Linked DNA regions of Drosophila melanogaster: region 1 is linked to region 2. The links are chromatin contacts, called in public HiChIP or PLAC-seq maps. All regions are on one chromosome and are shown on one strand. Each heading gives the region's core, a stretch centred on a gene start, on an enhancer-like site or on the middle of the called end of the contact. The rest is flanking DNA. Distances are from core to core; before and after follow the strand shown.

What was found. HiChIP or PLAC-seq counts read pairs in DNA pulled down with a chosen protein or histone mark.
Region 1: a contact with region 2 is called in an H3K27ac HiChIP or PLAC-seq map of the Kc167 cell line, with 8 times the contacts expected there. The contact joins the promoter of CG1307 here to the promoter of CG9727 in region 2. A contact is called at or near these places in 1 of 1 datasets of contacts at CTCF or cohesin (the Kc167 cell line), 44 of 107 Hi-C or Micro-C datasets (the Clone 8 cell line, the D17-c3 cell line, the Kc167 cell line and 15 more) and 5 of 6 datasets of contacts at active chromatin or transcription factors (the Kc167 cell line and the S2 cell line).

Annotation. Positions count from the first base shown.
Region 1 is chr3R:6,655,623-6,659,271 of dm6, forward strand. CG1307 reads right to left here and starts at 1,820. Exons shown (of 2, transcript NM_001300273.1): 1 at 1,526-1,820; 2 at 408-1,271. The coding sequence starts at 1,714. The coding sequence ends at 900. twr (twisted bristles roughened eye) reads left to right here and starts at 2,260. Exons shown (of 4, transcript NM_141419.4): 1 at 2,260-2,475; 2 at 2,546-2,805; 3 at 3,381-3,558; 4 at 3,620-3,649. The coding sequence starts at 2,407. It overlaps Taf1 (TBP-associated factor 1), which reads left to right. Exons shown (of 16, transcript NM_206438.2): 16 at 1-426. The coding sequence ends at 173. agt (O-6-alkylguanine-DNA alkyltransferase) reads right to left here. Exons shown (of 1, transcript NM_001316493.1): 1 at 3,184-3,649.
Region 2 is chr3R:6,454,190-6,457,976 of dm6, forward strand. CG9727 reads right to left here and starts at 2,487. Exons shown (of 5, transcript NM_001275389.1): 1 at 2,409-2,487; 2 at 1,069-2,318; 3 at 763-1,005; 4 at 115-550; 5 at 1-59. The coding sequence starts at 1,832. Zif (Zinc-finger protein) reads left to right here and starts at 2,899. Exons shown (of 5, transcript NM_001275390.1): 1 at 2,899-2,967; 2 at 3,028-3,241; 3 at 3,304-3,787. The coding sequence starts at 3,098.

The DNA.
Region 1 (3,649 bases), core at 570-3,069, 200 kb after region 2:
ATTCGTCCAACGAGCCCACGACTCTCGACTACCAGCAACCACCGCAACTGGACTTCCAACAAGTGCAGGAAATGGAGCAGTTGCAGCACCAAGTGATGCCACCAATGCAATCAGAGCAACTGCAGCAGCAACAGACGCCGCAGGGAGACAATGATTATGCCTGGACTTTTTAGTGATAGGGAATAATTGTTAGTTGTTAGAAAATAAAACGTCGATTTAATAATAGGATTGAGCTTCGCTGTGAAACAATTTTATACACTTTTTACAATGCATTGTTTTAACGGATTTTGAAATACTACAATATGTTCTCTGAAAAAATATTTCCTTTTCATGCCAATATGTTTTTAATTATACACTTTACAATTTATGAAATCTAATTCAAAATATGTTTTTAAAATATAATTTTCATAACTTTAAATAATGCCTAGAAACAAACAAGTGTCACCATTACTTTTCAAAAGACCCTGATATTTTCTGAAAAGAAATAGACCAAATACTGTGGGAAGCTAGATATAATCTTAATGAGTAGACACATTTCATTTTTCAAATATATGTTAGTAAAGGATTTACCAAAACACAATAGTTTTGGAAAAAGGAAATACTCTACAGGGACTTAATTACTTGAGCTAGGATTTTACCACTTGAACCCCTACAAAAACGCTTCGGAGCTTTGCAGTTCCAGGCCGGACTGTCAATCGTTTAATGTTTAATAGCTCGGTTCACAGTTAATGTAATAACGTAAATCTTAGCTTAGCTTGCATGTCACAGTCGTCCTCCACCCGGTGGCCTTAATCTTTCAACCGCTCCACCGGTGCGCCGTATTGCTTTGTGAATTGTCGGGTTGCACTTGAGTGAATTAGTAATGCCAATGGCCTGTGAGAGTTTCCGAAGTGCGGATCTTACAGCAATTTCAGGTGGCCGGTAACCCGGTCGATGTCGGCGGCAGCCGCTGGACCCACGGCCAGCACAGTCTTGGAGTTGGCCTCTATTTGTGTGCGACCGGCGTCGCGGATGAGACACGTGTTCAGTTGCTGTCTCTCGGCCTCCTTCTTGATGGCCATCAGCTCCGCCTCGCTCTCCACGCGAACGGCTATCTTGGCGCAACCGCAGTTCTCCCACGACCGCAGTAGTCGAGGCGTCCTGACCACCGCCCGCTGGTAAGCACCCACCGCTCCGTGGCCACACTGGGCGGCAATTTTGCCCTTGCCCATCTTGAGATCGTTGCGCACCACCAGGACCATCTTAAAGTTGTCGTTCAAGCCTCCATAGCCCTGCAATGTTTAGAAAATTAGCGTTGGTATTATATTATTATAATGTGTATGTGCTATATACTTATGTTAAAAAATCATACTTTAAACTATGTAAAGTAGGACTTTTGAAAACTTCTACCGTACAACAAAAAATGGCACTGCTATTATTGTGACCCCAAGTGTATGCGTTCAATGATGCATTTGGGTCTACAACAAGTTCAGAGTACTAGGTGGATTGGGGCCATTGAATGCCTACCGAGGGCTTTCCTTCTCACCTTATCCGAAACTGAAGCCTCGGAACCGCTAGACACCGAAGATTCCTGCGAGAACGGGGTCGCCGCTCCCTCGGTGACGGAGTCCTTGGCATCGCCTCGCTTCAGGGCGTATCGGTAGCCCACGAAAAAGGACAGCATCACAGCCAGCCCATTGATGATCTGCGTCGGATCCAGCAACTTGTCGCCCATCTTTCTCCGCTTAGTTGATATTATATTTCGCGAGAAAACACCACCGATGGCGCTCACTTCACGTTTTCGCTTGCGGTCACACCAATTGCGGAAAACGTTACTGTCAAATTGTGGTGGCAGCTCGCTTATCGATTGCTTGGTGTGGCAGCACTGTAGCGTATGGGATACTCTTTAATTTTTACCGTTAACTCAGGAATATATTTAAGAACTATTACGAACGCTATTAATTCGAATTTTTGCCACTACGATATATATTATATAATATTACTATGTATTAATAAAGGTTAAGATGCCTCTAATGTGCGCAATTGGTAAGTTATAGGAATAAAAATGGTGATTTATAGTACAGAGTGACCTTTAATCTTAGAACTTCTGAAACATTTATAAGGTAAACACGAAGACCAGAATAAAAGACTAACTTGAACCAACGCCGGGAATTAAATAATGTTTATACCCAAAAAAAAAAAAAGTCACAAAAGGCGGGAGTTTTTGGGAAACAATAGTGTGACCGAACAATAGTTGCACAAAGATCATCACGCACCCGTCACACACCGTCTGGCAACTCGGCCTAAACATACGTGTCGGAAATTTTCTGTCTTCGTGGACGAAGCCGAGAAGTTTTGTTAAGGACCTTTTCAATTGCATTTAAAAAGGCTATTTCCTCCACAAGCACCGCAATAACAGCCGCAGCCATGGGCGTAGCCAGCATGTTGCAGATTGACGAGATGCTGGGCGACTTCAACAGAATGAACAAGCGTCAGGTGAGCAGCGCCGCTTCTCCGGGCAATGCACCCATATATCATCCTGATTCGTGCCCTTTCCCTCCCGCAGTCGCTGTACCAGGTGCTGAGCTTCGCCATGATCGTCTCCTCGGCGCTGATGATCTGGAAGGGCCTGATGGTGGTCACCGGCAGCGAGTCGCCGATCGTTGTCGTGCTCAGTGGCAGCATGGAGCCGGCTTTCCACCGCGGCGACCTCCTCTTCCTCACTAACTACAAGGAGGAGCCGGTGCGCGTCGGCGAGATCGTCGTCTTCAAGGTGGAGGGCAGGGACATACCCATTGTACACCGCGTCATCAAGCTGCACGAAAAGTGAGTTTCCTGGGGCTACGGATATGGAAACCAATCCCAGAAAGCGTCTTTAAGATGAATGGGGCATGATGTCGTACTGGGTGCTTGCTGTTCAAGTAGGCATTTTAACATCTCTGATCGGTTAGGTGGAATGAGCATCATAGTTTCTAATCGCCAGGGGAAGGAACTAAATTAGTGCCACTTTTGTGTAATGCTATTTTTTTAACTATTTGAAATCCTTGTGCACATGAAATGTTATGTAAATTTGTGGACCTCCCTTAAGCTCGTTTATGAGAAGGTGCATGGAACACAGTGGCTAGTAAAAGTTTTCCTACAGCAGTGAAGGCAAAAAGGAATTACATATTTTCTAAAAGGGATTGAAAATAGCTCACATGCCGTATGGAATAGATCATTTTTTATTTTAGATACAATTTGTAGTTTTAGGACACGTCATTAAGTTAAGCTTGTGTTTCGTTGTCTTAAAACATTGTTGTTTTATATTTAGTCACGGGCCAAGATTCCTTTTTATTGTATTCTGTATGATTTCCTTTTGGTTTGGTTTGGTCCCATATAATCCCAATCAATCTTTTCTGCAGAGAGGACGGATCCGTCAAGTTCCTGACCAAGGGCGACAATAACAACGTGGACGACCGGGGCCTGTATGCACCCAACCAGCTGTGGCTGACCAAAAAGGACATTGTGGGCCGGGCCAGGGGCTTCCTGCCTTACGTGGGCATCATCACGATCTTCATGAACGAATATCCCAAGGTTAAGGTAAGTTGAAGGACGTTTGTGTTTTTTTTTCGCCACTAAGCCCGAATTTGCAACTTTTCAGTGGGCCATTCTCTCTATTTTGGCCATTTTC
Region 2 (3,787 bases), core at 1,237-3,736:
TCCGAGGACGTGGATCCCTTGCGTTTCTTTTTGCGCCGCTTTTTCAAAGGTCCAATGTCCTGTTAAAGAATACTGCATTAGGACTCTCTAATTAGGGAATATTTTAATACTTACTGCTAAAACTCGCTTTTCCTTGGGCTCCCGAGGAGTGTATTTTTTTGTAGAAACTGTTGCATTGTTGCTCTTGATACGGGAGCTTAGATCCGCAACGCTCTCTAGCTTAGTGTTTAGCAATTTTTCTGCCCAACTGCGCACCACATCCCAGCACTCAGAGTCACCTCCTGTCGATGGTAAGCCACCCAAACTGGAGGCACTAGTTAGCTGACTCGGGTCCGAATTGGAATCACCCGCTACGATCTGCTCCGTCTTGCACAGCTGCGGCAGTTGCGGGGGCGTCAGCTTGGTGGTTTTCCGCATTGCCGCATAACAATAGCGAGAGTTTCCACGCGTCCCTAATCTCCGAGGACGAACGCCCGGAAATACCTGCTTCATCACCTTGCCGAAGTCTGCTGTGGACAGAGGTTTGATGCTGAGGCGTTCGCAATAAGCTCTATAAATGAATGGTGAAATAAACCAATTATTAATTTTAGGGCTATGCTAAAAAAAAAATGCTAGTAATAGTATGATTATTCAACTGATTTGCAGCATTTTTGTATATACAATACATATTTAGACTTCTCAAGCGAAAAATGAATGAAATACATTTTCACTGTTACCGTCTTAGTTTCAATAATGCTTTGAATAAGAATGAAAAGAACTCACATGTAATCATTGTACACATCCTGTTTTGGTATGGAGACCTGTGCATCGTGCTCCAGATGGGAACGCACCCAATTAATGGTATGGTTAATCTCCGAGCGCGTTCCTAGTGGATTTTGTGGCTGCCTCAACGGATCGGTGTCTGCGCATTCGCCAGGCAAACGAAGATAGAGGAATAGCTTCTCAATGGGCTTTAGTCCCGAGACACGCTCTAGAATCTGTGAAATCTGCAGCTTCGCATTGTCGCTGAACGGGAAGACGCACACAAATTAGCAAGGATAAACATAGGATTCTTCAAACAACACTTACTCCAAGCTGGTCTCAATCACCTGCAGCACCCTTCTCATCTTCTCCTCACTGGGAACTGATCCCGCTGAGTTGGAGTTGCTCAAAGCATTCATTACGTTTTCAGCAATGGTGGAGTTTATCACTCCACTGGCCGCTGGAACGCCCTCGTTCGGATGCCGTGGACCAGCTATTGTTGGGGTCGAAGGAGCAGCTGTCGCTGGAGTCGTGGTGACTGGTACTGGCGCCGATGGCACTCCCGCAGTAGCTCCGCCCATAGCGTGCATGATCTTGCCCAGACCCAGTTGCTGGGCTGTGCTAAAGCTGAAGGCATTGGCAAAGGCCAGGCCAGCAGCATTTGCACTCGCCGTGGCAAAGGGATTCGGAGTAAGTACGGAAGTGGAGACACCTCCACTGGCGCTGGTGGCATTGGAAAACGGAGGCGGCACAAAGCCGCTGGGCGTGGCTACAGGTACAGGTACATGGGTGTGACTCGTGGGCGAGATCTGGGCAGAGGCAGGTGCTCCGCCGACAGGGCCCACGGGCGTAATGGTCAAAGGAGAGCCCTTTGCATGGATAGCAGGTCCTTGAAATCTGGTTGCGCTGTAGACTATATCCGCGGGCTGTAGGCTGCAGTTCCCATAGGGATTGGCGTTGGGTTTCTGGAGGGGTAGTGCCACAGGGATCGGTTGAGGTATGGGAATGGAATTGGAGACTGGTGCTGTTGTTGCTGCTGGCGCCGCTGATTTCGTCCACTGCGCACCCAGCTGGCCGTGCTTCTCGGACATGTTAGGTGCTAGTGCTAGCGGCGCCTCCGTTTCCCTCCGCCTGCTGCTGCTCCCTCGTTGTTTTCTGCCTGCTGTGGTTTCTGGCCAAGATTAAGGGCGCTTCCGCTGCCAGGTTACGTAGGTGGCTGCCTGTGTGAGTGCTGGACTGCGTTCTATTGAGTGTGTGTGTGCCTTAGGAGATGGAGATTGCCGAGTCGATAACTGGCGCGACGAACATTTTGACGGCTGCGACGGACGAAGATACGGATGCCAGATATAGTTGCTTTCCCATTTTCCCGTCAGGCGGGAGTGCGCTGGGCGTGGGACGTGAAAGTGCGTGGCGTTCTTTACTGCCAACGAGCATGCGATTTTCCCAGATACGCACCGATTGAACCGAAATAATCCATTTTTTAACGAGAGATAAGAAAATATCTTGCGTTCTGCGTCTCGAAAAATATGTGGCGTTGCCAGACGGCTGCATTAAGAAATGTGCTTTTTTTGCCAGAGCTTTCGGATGTAAACACGGTGTTGTATTTGCGATTTCGCATAAATAAATGAGTAAATTACTAATAATTTGTATATAATTTGCAGATTCACCTTACGCAATGTTAGCTTGTATATGATAAACATGCAACGCTAGTCTTTTAGTGATCTTGCTGTCATCGTTATCGCCACTGGTCAAAAAAATGAGCCATAGAGAACTGGTTCCTAGCTAAATTAAATCTTTGGTGAGATGTATTGTCAGTATTGGACATAATATTTTCTATTGATAAGGCAAATTTAAGCGCATTAGGCCTTTTTTTAAATAATATTTAATGTAAGACGTTGGTATTTTTATGATTGAATTCTTTACTCTATCTAAATATACGTAAATATGAAAGAAATATATAAATATATATATAATTGTTTTCATAATATTTGAATATTTGAAGTATTAATATTTTCTTTCTCATTTTACAAGTTGTTTGTGTTTATAGGCACACTGGGGAATACTTTCAGTTATCATATCATATCGTTTAGCCATGGTTAAAGGAACAAATATTTCCAATGTATTGTCACAAGCAGCAAACATGTTTATCAGATATTTAACCAAAAATCCGCTTCCCGGAACCAGCAAAATGAACCACATCGTGTTCGCCGATGCTATGCAGCCCTGGTAAGGAAAATGGCGATGTCTTTTCGTTTCTTTTTTCAGTCGCTTTACACAACACTTTAGCAACACAAATTTTAACACTACAATACTACGCGAGCGGTTCTTTAAATTAAATTTCGAGCAGGATTCCAGAATGCGCGTCGAGCTTACCCCACAGACGTGCCGGGTCTGCCTGGCGCAGAGTGAGCGACTGCAGCGCCTAGACGAGATCCGCGAGGAAGGCGAGGAATCGCCGAACGAGATGTTGATTCAACTTTTGGGAGTCTCATACAGCAATGTAAGTGAATCGCTAGAGCTGGCAATGCGAACTGACCATTCATCCATCCATCCCTCATGCAGCTGAACGACAGAGAACACATACCCGATGGCATCTGCAAGTCCTGCAAGGTCGAACTCAACATGGCCTACCAGTTTCGCGAGAAGGCGCTGCGCAAGCAGATGGAGATTGAGGAGTACTGCCGGGAACTGGGCTTGCTGGACGAATCAGATGTGATGATGATCAAGGAGGAGGACGGCTCGCAGCAGCAATGCGACGAGGAGATGTACATCCTGGAGGAGACCACCACCGGGGAAGAGGAGCACCAGGAAGAAAAGGGGCACGAGGAGTACTTGGAAGTGGACACCAGCGATCAGCAGGAGTGCATTGGCGACACCATCGAGTACTTGGAGGACAACTACACCATCGAGATGAACTCCGATCAGACCGAGATCGTCCTGGAGTCTGAGAAGCAGTACGAAGAGACACCATCGCAGCAGTTGGCGCTGCAGGAGGCGGCCAAGGCAAGCCTGAAGGCGCGGCGCGGCCGGGTTCGTCGCGGATTAA